2 separate regions of the Mus musculus genome follow, and region 2 is linked to region 1. A link is a contact called in public promoter capture Hi-C data. All regions are on one chromosome and are shown on one strand. The core of a region is the stretch at or near the end of the contact, and the rest is flanking DNA. Distances in the headings are between cores, read along the strand shown. Region 1 overlaps Pip5k1b (phosphatidylinositol-4-phosphate 5-kinase, type 1 beta). Region 2 overlaps Pip5k1b (phosphatidylinositol-4-phosphate 5-kinase, type 1 beta).

Region 1 (6,871 bases), core at 1,760-4,259:
CAATGATTGGCTTTGAGCATCTGCCTCTATATTTGTCAAGTTCTGGCAGAGCCTCTCAGGAGACAGCTATATCAGACTCCTGTCAGCAAGCACTTCTTGGCATCAACAGTAGTGTCTGGGTTTGGTGACTGTATATGGGATGGATCCCTAGGTGGGGCAGTCTCTGGTTGGCCTTTCCTTCAGTCTCTGCTCCACACTTTGTCTCTGTATTGGCTCCCGTGAGTATTTTGTTACCCCTTCTAAGAAGGACAGAAGCACCCACGATTTGGTCTTCCTTCTTCTTGAGCTTCATGTGGTCTGTGAATTGTATCTTGGGTATTCCAAGCTTTTGGGTTAATATCCACTTATCAGTAAATGCATACCATATGTGTTCTTTTGTGGCTGGGTTACCTCACTCAGGATGATATTTTCTAGTTCCATTTGCCTAGGAATTTCATGAAGTCATCGTTTTTAATAGCTGAGTAGTATTCCATTGTGTAAATGTACCACATTTTCTATATCCACTCCTCTGTTGAAGGATATGTGGGTTCTGTCCAGCTTCTGGCTATTATAAATAAAGCTGCTATGAACATAGTAGAGCAGGTGTCCTTGTTATATGTTGGAGCATCTTTTACTTACTAAGTAAGTTTTAAATAAGCTTTTTCAAATTGCCTCTTGACACTGTAGTTATATCCACCTTTAGTCCCCAAAAAAATAAAATAAAATAAAATAGCCGGGGATGGGTGGCACACGCCTTTAATCCCAGCACTCAGGCATCAGAGGCAGGCAGATCTCTGAGTTCAAGGGTAGCTTAGTCTGCAGAGTGAGTTCCAAAAGAGCTGGGGCTACACAGAGAACCCCTACCAATAAATAAAGAATATGCCCCAGTACAGGGGAATGCCAGGGCCAAAAAGTGGGAGTGGGGGGGGAGGGGAGTGGGGGGGGAGGGTATGGGGGACTTTTGGGATAGCATTGGAAATGCAAATGAGGAAAATACCTAATAATATATATATATATACATATATATATAATAAAGAAACAAACAAATTAATTAATGAATGAAAATTTTTTAAAACCTGCTACTTGTAACTTAAAATAATGGGAAATTGAATAAACCAACTGTTTGCATAGGGGACAAAGAAGTCACCTGCTGAGTGTCGTGAGTCCTTTTACAGTCCTTTAACTGAGGTTCATAAGTGGCATGGATTGTATTCTAACCTGCTTTGGAATTCTAAACCCTATAACCTTCGCTAAGTCCAGCTTCATAACTCATAGCTCAAACTTCCTAGCTTCCAAAACTTGAAGTGAGATCAAAGAAAGTTCTTTTGTATGTGTGCTGTGCCAGGAAAAGTCCCTGCTTCTCATTAGCCACCCATCCTGGGCACACATCTGCTGTGATTTCAGCCATAAAAGATGTCTTCTCACACAGCTGTGACACACGCATTGCATCTCCTGATTCTTTTCCTTGCTTCTCTAACAAATGATAGTTTAGTACATCCTGTTACCCTTAGCATTAAAAATACATCCTGGGGTGGTCAGAGTTAGGAGCTCTAGGAGGGAGGTTTCCTTCCCCGCCCCAACCCTCAGCTCAGCTCCTATCTACACAACATGAGATCTTAACAGAGATATCTGGGGGCTTCAATCTCAGTCTCCCTAGAATCGTTACCCATTCAAAATAGCAATAGGCAGGGTTCCATGACGTTCCAAGGTTCCCCGGATATGCCGGCATTATAAAGTAACCAGTCAAGGCTGGGCTTGAAGCCCAAGTCTTAGCGCACAGCGCTTTGTTGCTTCTTGTGTGAAAACGTTATGATAACACCTACCTTGACAGGTTGTTAAAAACTGTAAATTTGATTTGATTGTGAATGTAAAGTGTCAGGCTTAGAAACTCCAGGACTGGGTGGGAGCTGGGGGGTTGGGGGTGGGTTAGCGCTCGGGAGGGAGGGGGTGGGCAATTACTGTTCTTTAGTCTGAGCTGCAGTATGCTTAGAACTGTAGGATTATTTTTTAATTAAACAATGCTAGAAAGAGAGAAATGTATGAGAGAGAGAGAACATAGAATCAGAGTTTTAAAACAGGCCATGTGTAGGAAATTGCTGGAATGCAGAGCAGTGCTCAGCAGCCTAAGTGTTGGGGCCAACGCACCTGGCTGCCTGGCAGGTTTCAGATCTTTGCACCTGAGCACACCTGCACTTTGCACACAGTCTCTTCCAGGAATTGCTTTATGATCTGCAGGAAGAGACAGCCTTGTTCTCAGAAGGAAACAGACTTCCATTGGGAGACAGATGACAGGTGTCTGAAGGAAGCTCAGATGCATATTTGCAAAGAAATCGATTCAATATTTGTTCAGAACAAGTGGGGATTTGCCATTGAAAATCTGGGAGAGTGTCTCAGTGGATATTCCAGGAGCTGGCAGGGAGAGCACCCTCATAGGACATAAAACTCATCTGGCCCTAGAGGTTGATTTTCTTGTTTTCAGGAAACAACAGCAACTCTTTCACCCACTACTAACATTAGGAAACTTAGCTTCACGTGGTGACACTCACCTTTAATCCCAGCACATGGGAGGCAGTAGCAGATGGATCTCTGTGAGTTCGAGGGCAGCCTAGTCTACATACTGAGTTCCAAGACAGCCAAGGCCGCAGAGGAACCCTGTCAGGGGTGGGGAGGACTTTGATGAGTGAAAGTGACGTTCCTTACTCTACACAATAGAGACAGATGGAGGCGGGATCACCGTGGAGTGCAGAAAGGCTTCTGTTGGTCAGTTCCTGTGATGTCAGAAACGCCTTCCCACTCTGAGAAATCATTAGCCAGCCACCTAAGCCGCTTGAAGGGAGGAACGTGTGTTTTCCCTGGAATTGTTGTTTTCCTCTGTATCCGTGTCATGTAGAATTACAGCTAGGGTTAATTACAAGTTGTCAAGGCCAGGCCGTGTGCCAAGCCTTCTAAATGCGTATCCATTATGTGCTTGTAGCAAGGCTGGCCTAAGCTCTTGTGATTACCACGGGGGCTGGGTTGCTCTTGGCAATTGGTGGTGCGTCCTAGACAACAGTACTGCACCAAGGGGAGCCATTTGAGATCATCCTTCGTCAACGGGAGGAAGGTCTCAAAGACAAAGTAGGTCGTTAACACGAAGACAGATGAGTTCCTGTTCATCAAAATGCCGCGGGGTTCACCTCCTCAGATACGTTATGTTCTGTGTGTAAAGACAAAATTTTAAACTTTGAGTTTTTAGAGCTGAAGGGGGGGGGGAACGAGCTATAGCTTTTAAAAGATCAAAATGTTGTCAGTGAGTTTGGCTCACTGAGCCATATTCTTAGCACCTGTTAATAAACAAATCCCGTATGAGCCTAGGGATGTGGGGGTCCCTTGTCACTGTTCCTATCAGGATCTTCAGCTCCCTCACCAGTGTCCCCCTGGCTCATCATTTTTCCAGTAGCTGCAATTATTCCAATGGACAAAGAGGCTTCTGTAAAACCTGCTATTTCCTTCTGCCTCTCCTGCCATGGTATGCTGACCTTTTCTCCTCCTGACTTAGGAGATTCGACTGTCATTTGTTTCGATGTGACAGCCGTTAAGCTCTGCTGTTACTAATCCTTAAATGACATGAACTTCCATTGGATTAATTATTGTGTTTTGAGAAGGTAGCCCCCAAACTTGATCTCCTGCTAAGTTTCTACTTTACTATGGAGATGATGTGTCTGTGTCTCTATAGTAGAAGTACAGCGGCATTGTGGGCCACTCTGCATTTCTTCCTAGCATTCCGGGACATCACACTGAAAGATTAGATTTAAGATTCTCTGACAGTTGATAAGCACTCTTAAGCCAGAGCTAGATGTATCATCTGGTTGATTGTCTGCTGTTTTGCCTTGGAAGTGCCCTGTCGCTAGGCCTGTCTCATTTCCAACGTCACACATGAACGGAGGAATAATCTCCTGGTATTGAGAAGATATTCTCCCATGCATCAGTGGAAGCACTCATAGCACTGGCAAATGGGTAGAGTTCTCTAAACGTCATTTGTCTTACTTTCATCTGATCAATGTAAAGTAAAATGCCAACAAGCATCTTGTCAGAACTATACATTCACCAGTGGCGGAGGAAATGGGCTAGACACAAATACAAAAATTCTACAAAGTATACACAGCACTCTGACAGTTATAGTAAAACCATTGTGAATATTTCTACTAATAATTTATATAATATATAATTATACGATATAATATAAATATATTTTATAACATATAATATAAACATATTATTTCTTATATTATTGGAATATAAATGTATAATATCTTTATAATATAATATAAAAATATATTATAAATATATATTATATATAATAGGTAGCATGATATGATATATACAAATATATGACCATAACTGTTATCTATTTTACTATTTATAATTCACTATATGATGCTTTTTAGCGATATCTCTGCATAGTAATTTTTAAGATAATGCTAACAATAGTTATTATGAATTGCTCACAAGTGGCAGATATTATGAGATAAATTCACAGTTCTTATATTGCTGAAGACAAGGAGGCGATGAGGACACTAAACCCAGGTCCTTCTAGCACTAGGTGGAAAAGATGGCATTTGTTTACTAGATCGTATTAGCAAGAGACATGGCAAATACTTAGACTTATGTAATTCATATCAACCCTGTGCTAATTAAAAAGTATGCCCTCATTAGCTTTCCATTACCTCAACAAAATACCTTACAAGGAAAACAGATGGGGCTGGAGAGATGGTTCAGTAGTTAAGAATTTCAGTTCCTCTAAAGGACTTAAGTTCACTTCCAAGAACCCATAATCCCCTGTATTTCACAGCAGGAAAGCCAATGCCTCGGTCCTCCGCAGCCCTCTGTACTCATGTGCACATACCTCCATTCAGATACAAGCATCTATAAGTAATGAAAAACTATAAAATATATTTTTTAAATAGAAAAGGTACCCAAGATGAGTCAGTCCAATTGCTCTGGGTCTCAGGTGGGCTTGACATATGGCAAGGGCAAAGAGCATATGATAGAGTTAAGGCCCTCCCCAGAAACAAAAAAACAAAGGGCCTGGGTCTGACTGTCTGCGACCTGGAATGGTCTGCTCCAAAAGATCTTAGGACCTTCTGATGGGTTCCACCTTCTAAGGGTTCCACCACTTAGCGCCATCCTGGGAGCCAGGCTCTGGACACACGGGCCTTTGGGAAGCATCCATCCAAACTACAGCAAAGGCGACTTTATCCCCCACTCCACGGACAGCATATGGCTAGAGTACATGCTCCCAGTGACGCAGTAGTGGCCCGCGTCCAGCTAAATAGCCCCGTAGATGGGCACCCAGGAGGCAAGGGCCAAGGCTTCTGAGATAGCTCTAAATCAGCTCATCTGCGCTGAGACAGCCTCACTGAGGACATGTTATTCTGGAGCCTCCGTGTGGGTATTTTTAGAGCCTTTGGATTAATTGCCAGCAAGTTATTTCATGCAAATAAGACTTAAACACGTATGTGAAAGATAGGCAGTTATTAAACAACCTAGCATTTAGATCCGACTCAGAAGCAGATACTCAAATGCTCCTCAGAGCAGGTAGAACACATGAGCAGAAGGGGTAATTCCAATGACAGGCTTTAAACTTAAAATATACATTTACAAAATGCCTCACTCATTGACATGTAACAAGAAGCCAGGTGTTTGAGCAGTGTTAAATGATAGGCGTGTGGCAAATACAGAAGTGGATGCTCACAGCCATCCACTGGACGGAGCACAGGGTCCCCAATGAAGGAGCTAGAGAAGGAACTGAAGGGGTTTGCAGCCCCATAGGAGGAACATCAATATGAACTAACCAATACCCCCAGAGCTCCCTGGGACTAAAACAACAACCAAAGAAAACACATGGTGGGACTGGTGTCTCTAGCTGCATATGTAGCAGAGGATGGCCTGGTCGCCCTCAATGGGAAGAGAGGCCCTTTGTCTTGTGAAGGTTCTATACCCCAGTATAGGGGAATGTCAGGGCCAGGAAGCAGGAGTGAGTGGGTTGGGGAGCAGGGGGAGGGAGGAGGTGATAGGGGATTTTCGGAGAGGAAACCAGGAAAGGGGATAGCATTTGAGATGTAAATAAAGAAAATATCTAATAGAAAAAAATGATAGGCGTGACGGTTTAACAAGGCACAGTACTGTTTATCTGCCTACATGGGGCACCCTCTGAAGGTAAAACTTGAGTGTGGCCTGCTAAGTGGCTACGTGTCTGACGTCACCAACAGCCATGCTATTCAAAGCTACACACACCAGCCAGGCCCTAGCCTGACTACTGAGCACCCACTCTAGATCATGAGACACAAGAACCTCAAAGACAAAGGCGAGGCCTCCCTTCAGCAGCGTCCCTAGAGCCCCATCTCCCTCCCCTTTCTTTGCCGTATTCCATAAGACGGCATCATTCTCAAAGGTATGCCACAGCATGTTGAGAGGAGATGTCCCTGCCTTTACCAGGCCCCCTCTCATTTAAAAGCAGAGGTTCCCAACCTTCCTAATGCTGTGACCCTTTAACACAGTTCCTCTTGCTGTAGTGAAGGCAACCATAAAATTACTTTGTTTCTACACCACAACTGTGATTTTGTTACTGAATTGTAATGTATCTATTTGTGTTTTCCAATGGTCTTAGGCGACCCCTGTGAAGGGTTATTTGACAACCTTTCCCCCTCCCTCCGCCCCCCCAAAGGATTGAATACACCTGCTTCTGATCCATAACTCACAGTTAACACTTTGCTCTATAAAGAGTTACAATCAGAGATTATCAAAGCTCATCCATAATTCAGAAACCAGAATAAGTTCTCCATTCTTCCCAGCACAGTCCATAATGCCAGACCATCTCTGCTGTGAGAGAAGCAGGCTGGCGCCCCTCCCT
Region 2 (6,871 bases), core at 2,703-5,202, 120 kb before region 1:
CACAGGGAAATATCTCTCTTTCCCAGATGTCGTCAACTGCTGAAAATGGAGACGCCGTACCTGGAAAACAAAACGAAGAAAAAACCTACAAAAAGGTGAGTTTTAGTGCCGTTCTGCTGTTGTGGGATTGAGGACTTTAGACCTTTCCTTCCTGTGAAACAGTTGTTAACTGTCTTACTTTCTCTTGCGGCTCTACTGAATGAACAAAACCTTGGTGGCTTAAGTGGCAAAATGTATCATCACATAATTGTAAGGGTCAGAAGTCTGGCAGAGGTCTGACAGGTGCCCACAGAACTCCACTCCTTCCAGAACAGCTAGGGGAGGACTGGACGGCTTGTTCTAGCCAGTTACTAAAAGTTCCCCGAGTCTCCACTATCACACTTCCTTCTGTCTCAAAGCCAGCAGTGGCTGTCAGGGTAAGGTTGGAAGGCCATACCCTTAATCGCCTTCCTAGATAAGGAAAAATGATTTATTTTATTTTATTTTATTTTATTTTAAACTTAGGTGATCAGAAACATTAATGTCCACTAGCCTAAACTCTTGGTTGCCATATAGCATAGCATATTTCTAGAGTCAAAGGATTAGGATATGGCTGTCTTTGAGAGACATCTTTCTGCATACCCGGATACCATGTAAAGACAGGTGAGGGGAGAGAGTTATTTTACTGCCTTTATTCTTAATATTCATAGGAAGAAGACCCTCTGTGGTATATGAGATCCTGTGTCTAGTATATGAATCCTTTAACTTACTTTAAAACAAAGGAATAAGCATGAATTGCTTTCACGCCATGCCTCTTTGAATCCTCTAAAATTTCATGTCTTTAGTCCATTTCATACAGACCTCTTTTTCCAGGCTTCCCAGTGTATCTTACCAGTCTTTGAATTTGATACATTTTTGCCTCTAAACTAATCAAGCTAATGTTAGCATTACTGTTGGATAAAATATGACCCTTAGCAGCACTGTCCCCACTTTTTTTTTAATGCAGTGTGAAAAAATGGCACAAAGACTTTTTTATTAGATATTTTCTTTATATAGATTTCAAATGCTATCCCGAAAGTTCCCTGTACCCACTTCTAAGTTAACTTTATACATTACAGCTTTTAAAAGTTCTTGCCTTCTTCTCTTTGGGGCTATTGATGCCTGTGTATTATAGATTTACTATATCCCATTTTTTTGTTTCTACTTGCTCTTTTTTTGATGGACAGCTAGTGAGAACTTTTCTCCAGACGTCTGTTCTGACCATGGACTCTGGTCATGAGTCATGTGAAATGTCGCTTTCCTAAGTGTCCTTTTCCTGTGGATCTTTTTAACTCTTCTTTTCAACTCAGAGAAACCTAGAAATATAAACATGGAGATTGCTATCTCCGGTGATGGTGCACTCAGGAAAAAGATGTGTCAGGATGAAGACTAAAGAATTCCATGATGGCCCGGGGGGAGGGGCATGCCTTTAATTCCAGGCAGAGGCAGGTCGATCTTTGAGTTTGAGGCCATCCTGGTTTTACAGAGCAAGTTCCAGGACAGCTAGGGCTACACAAAGAAACCCTGTCTTGAAAAACAAAATATACAAGCAACAAAAAAAGTAGAATTTCAGAATATCAGGTCTTATAAACTCTGTAATCCAGCCAAAGATAGTAATGACAATTAACTTTAGACACAGATGGGAAACTGGTTGTTTCTTCTTTACCCGGTAAGCATGGCAACAGAGTAGAGACACTAGCCTATCATCACTTTAGGGTAGCTTCCGGCAGTATCCTCAGTCAGCATCAAAGTACACCAAGAAATCCTTTGTCCTATGAACTGAATAGAAAGAACATAATCACCATGCCTTGGGGGTTTGCCCAGTGTGCCCTGGTCCAAAATGTAGCAAAGCTGGAGGATTCTACAATCAAAGGAAGGGCTGGTGAGATGGCTCAGTAGTTAAGAGCACTGACTGCTCTCCTGAAGGTCTTGAGTTCAAATCCCAGCAACCATCACAACCATCCTTAATGAGATCTGACACCTTCTTTTGGTGTGTCTGAAGATAGCTACAGTAGACTTACATATGACAATAAATAAATCTTTAGGCCAGATCGAGTGGGCCAGGAGTAAGTGGGGTTGGAGCAGAGGTCCTGAGTTCAATTCCCAGTAACCACATGATGGCTCACAGCCATCTGTACAGCTACAGTGTTCTCATATACATAAAGTAAATAAATAAATCTTTTTTTAAAAAAAATCAATGAATATTTGATCCAGTGAAGTTGGGGAAGTTAGAAAAATTTTAAAATTCAGGTGCTGTAATAATTCTTTATAGAAAGAGACAAAAGAAAGGTAGAAAGACTAGAACACAAGTGCACATGTGCACACACACACACACACACCAATAATGTTTTAAGAAACACAATAATATATGAATCTTTTGATGATCTGATTATTAAGAGAAATATAAGAGATGCGGGGATTAGCCCTTAATCAGTGTGGTATTGATGGTGCACAGCACACAGGGAACACCTCATGGAGACATAAAATTTATATTTTGGAAATGTGCACAAATATTGGAAATTATGCCTGCTATCTCCCCACCCCCGGCTCTAGGAATACATCAAGTGTACCTTGCATTCCTCTGGATGTGTCTCCAAGTGAGGTTTCTGCCTGGTTCTGAAGCTCTGATAAGGCAACATGGCTCTGTTTAGTAAAGAGACTCGGTGATCCACTGTTTATTATGACAGAAAACAACCCTGGCTAAGGATGTCCCCCTGCCCCATCCACTGCCTGTAACAAGAAAGACCCCAAGGAGTCTATAAAACTGTTCAGCTGACTGAGAGAAGTGAACCTCAAAAAACAGCTGTGGGGCTCAGTAGCCTCTCATGAGGTGGTGAGAGAGGAAGCCCCTGAGGATTGGTGTTAACTAGCTAGTGTTAACCTGTTGCTTTGGGTTTTCTGTACGGGGCTCCAGGTTAGGTGGGCAGTAGCTGCCACTACCCAGCATCTTCAGTGTAATGATTTCCACGAGTTTTAGGGAACAGTCAGCGTTTGTGAACTCTCTGCTCGCCTTGTCTTGATCACTTACACCTGAGTGCCGAGCTGGCTGCTTTTGCTTCTTCCGATTGCCCGTTTCTCTAATTTATTATCAATTCTTGGCAAGGCCAGGAGAAACTAAACATAAGCCCATAAGGTTAATGTCTTCAACTGAAGACTAAAGCCAGTTGGGTATTAGCTACGGAAAGCAAACATGTTGCCCATTAAGGCAGGCATTAGTGGCTGCCTCTCTGTTTACAGAGTCTAGGATTTCCACTCTCAGTTAATTTGCTGAATGTCTTCCACTAGCGTTGTAAACACAACAGCCTACAGGAGCCAGGAAGGAAACAGGTTTAACTATGGGATCCATCATAAGGATGCATGCCTTTCTTTGGGGATGGATGGCACCGAGCTGCTGCTAACAGAACTGGGTGTGAGTGTGGACCTCAGCCTGCCTCTACGATCATTTTTTTTTTCTTTTTAAGGAAACAGAAATACAGATCCCGATGTGAAATCTTTTTAAGTTTTTAATCATCAACTAATTCAGAAGTTTGCTTTTAAGTTCACTCGGGGCGAAAGAGCATGCCAGTGGAACGTTTCTCACCTGCAAACTGAAACAGTCTGTAAACACAGACACATTCTTGATATAAGAAAGTGAAGGAGAAAAGAAAAGTCCTTGAGACCACGTCTCTGCTTCCCAAGACTGTATAATTTACTTGGAAGAAAACAGGTCGTCCCACGTTAACAAATAAATACATACATACAAACCCAAATCAGTCTTAAGTGCCAAGACAATTGGCAGACATTTTTGTTTAAATCCTCACAAGTCCCAAGTAGCTGGGAGCTCCTTGTTGTCTTCCAGGCTCTCCCAGCTTCGAAACTGGGAGAGGTTTTTGCTGGGGTAAAACTCTCGTGATTGTTTATTTACTTTCCATCACTCCTTTAGTGACTGCGCCTGCTAATTTGCTTACTTGTCTACGTGATGGGCCTTCTGATGAGCGTGACACACACTTGGATGAGGGTGGCTCGCCGGAAGGACAGGAAAGGCCAACTTGAACTCAGCCCAGTGTCGGTAGCTGAGGCACATAGCAGGTGGCAGTGTGGGGTTGACTCTGAGTCAGCCTCAGGAGCACCATGGTGTAAAGGGTTCGAACTTTATGTTCCAGGTTAGTGCTGCTCAATAGAACCTTCTGGAATGGTGGAAGCACTCAACAGTCTGCATTAAATCCATGGCAGTAGGATTTGTGAGGTTACTGAATGGCGAGCATGTCTGAGCAACTGCATTTTTATCGATGTCATTGTTAGCCTTGAGTTTAAAAATCATTTTATTGGCTGACAATTTTATGTGTATATAGTGTAGTTGATCGTATTAACCTCCACCCATTGCCTTTTCTTATTCCTTGTCTGCTCCATCTGCAATCCTCCTTCCCAACACTTCTCTCTTCTAATGTCTTGTCTTTTAAAAGAAAAATAGCCGATTGAGTTTAAATAGGGCTGCTTGCATGTGCACAGGTGTGGGATTATTTACTGCATGGTGGGCCACTCTGTTGAAGAAAAGTCGCTTCTCCCTCCCCCGACAACTGTCAACTTCCAATAGCTGGCTCCTCCAGAGGAAGTAGGAGTCTCACATGCCCTTCCCCCATGTGTTGGAATTTTGACAGCTCCATGCTGTTCAGGTCTTCTCGTGCCAGTAACCACAGATACTGTGAGTTCATGGGTGGAATGGCCGTGTTCTGGACAGAAGACTATTTCATAGCCTTCTCTCCATTTTCTCCGAGTCTTGAAGACAGAAGCTCTGTGTGTGTGTGTGTGTGTGTGTGTGTGTGTGTGTGACATACATATCACACTTAGGGCTGAGCAGTCAACTGACATTTGTTATCAGTGCTTTGACAACTGATGGGTCTCTGCATTCATGACTGCCCACTGCAAAGCTTCTCTGGCCAAGGTTGAGAGCAGCGCCGATCTGTGAGGATCAACAAATATTTAGAGGACACTTGGACAACTTGTTCATTGATCAGAATGACACTAGAGGTCCCCTTTGAGGCTTATGATCTTCTGGGCCATGGGATTTGGATTGTATTTATAGTACAGGTGTTCTCTCCCATGCAGCAGGCCCCAAATCCAATCAGAATGCAGTTAGCCATCGCTAGAAGAGTGGTGCCACCATTGGCTCATGGGGCACCTCTTGCTGGCAGGTCAGTTTGTAGCATGCAGGATCCACCATTGGTGAAACCACTAATGATCTTTATATGATAGCAGGCTAAGGAACTGCATTTCGAATCTTTGTTAGTAAACTTGAAGCTTAAACAGGTGCATGCTGGTTACCTTAATGGCCAGTACAGTTGTAGGCACTAAGGCACCGGGACGCTGTCATGGATATAACAGTGCCAGGCTGTGATGGCTGTACACACCAAACAGCAGTAGAGGGTGCATGGGGCCAGGGACTGTGACACCGGCAGCTTTCCTATCCAAGGAAACAAGAATTGGACATTTAAAGTAGGAAAAGATGGGAGAAAAAAATCCTGAGACAAGTTCTCTCATGTTTTTCAAGGCTTACCTCAAATTCACAATCCACCTGCCTCTGGCTCTTCACTGCTGGGATTTCAGATGAATGCTCCCATGCTCAGCAAGGAGAGTTTTGGTTGTTGTTGTTGTTTTTTAAAAAAAATCACAATAAAGACTTAGCTGAAAGTTTGTGATCAGTGTGACTACCAGAATTTTCCTGTTTCTTGTAAAGGGCGTGGTGTTGTGTTTGTGGGGTGAGGGTCAGGTTGTGACCCGGTGAGAGACTTGGAAACAAGCAAAAAGCAAGAAAATCATTTGTATAGATAGATGGTCAATACTTGGGTAAGATGTAATGCCAGAGATCCAACCCACAGCATTTTGTATGGATTTTTCTTTTAAAGAAAGAATCTCATTATATAGTCTAGAACTCACTATATAGACCAGGCTACTCTTGAATTCATAGAGATTTGCCTAAATCTGCCTCCATTTTCTGGAGTTAAGGAAATGTTGCACCCACACCTAGCCTCTGTATTTTTCTATAAATATTTATTTATTTTTATTATACATACATGCTTACATGCTTACATGCATACATACATACATACATACATGCATACATACATACATACATACATGTGCCAGCAGGTATGTATGTGTACCACATGTAAGCCTGATGTCTACAGAGGACAGAAGAGAGGGTTGAGTCCCCTGGAACTGGGGCAATAGGCAACTTTGACCCACCAATTGTCGGTGCTAAGAACCAAACCCAATTCCTCTTCAAGAGCAGCAAGTGCTTTTGGCTATGAAGCCATTTCTCCAGCCCCCCAAGCTTCTGTATTTTAAATGTGATGAAATTGCCTAATCCTGTTTCCTGCCAAACCGACAGCTGTCAGGATGGCTGAGTGATATATGTTCCGGATCACCTCGCCGTTCTTAGCCAGGGAGATGACTGGAATCACCACCCTTGCCTGAGTTTGCGATCTCACAGTTGGAACTGAGAGTTTCCCAGGCAGCTGGGCACATGCTGGTATAGGAAGTGTTTGTTGAGGTCATTTGCCTTTCCACCTCTGCCACCTCACTTCTGTACCCTGTCCTTTCAGCCTGCTTCTCCTTTTTGTGTGTGTGTGTGTGTGTGTATGTGTGTGTGTGTGTGTGTGTGTGTGTGTGTGTTTGTTTTGTTTTGTTTTTTGTTTTTTGTTTTTTGTTTTTTTTCGAGACAGGGTTTCTCTGTGTAGCCCTGGCTGTCCTGGAACTCACTCTGTAGACCAGGCTGGCCTCGAACTCAGAAATCCGCCTGCCTCTGCCTCCCAAGTGCTGGGATTAAAGGCGTGCGGCACCACTGCCCGGCTTCTGCTTCTCCTTTCTGAGTCTG

What was found. Capture Hi-C pulls out chosen DNA fragments and counts their contacts.
Region 2: a promoter capture Hi-C map of pancreatic islet shows a contact between it and region 1. A contact is called at or near these places in 3 of 484 Hi-C or Micro-C datasets (the CH12 cell line, cumulus cells and nephron progenitors), 6 of 130 datasets of targeted methods (the NIH/3T3 cell line, a beta-TC-6 cell line, bone marrow-derived macrophages and 3 more) and 4 of 9 other capture datasets (adipose tissue, embryonic stem cells, liver and 1 more).

The regions. Positions count from the first base shown.
Region 1 is chr19:24,313,244-24,320,114 of GRCm38.p6, reverse strand. The region is part of intron 13 of Pip5k1b (phosphatidylinositol-4-phosphate 5-kinase, type 1 beta); the gene reads left to right. Among named protein-coding and RNA genes, the nearest start is that of Fxn, 36 kb to the right of the region's middle.
Region 2 is chr19:24,432,277-24,439,147 of GRCm38.p6, reverse strand. It overlaps Pip5k1b (phosphatidylinositol-4-phosphate 5-kinase, type 1 beta), which reads left to right. Exons shown (of 15, transcript NM_008846.3): 3 at 27-95. The coding sequence starts at 27. The region is part of intron 3 of Pip5k1bos (phosphatidylinositol-4-phosphate 5-kinase, type 1 beta, opposite strand); the gene reads right to left. Among named protein-coding and RNA genes, the nearest start is that of Pip5k1bos, 20 kb to the right of the region's middle.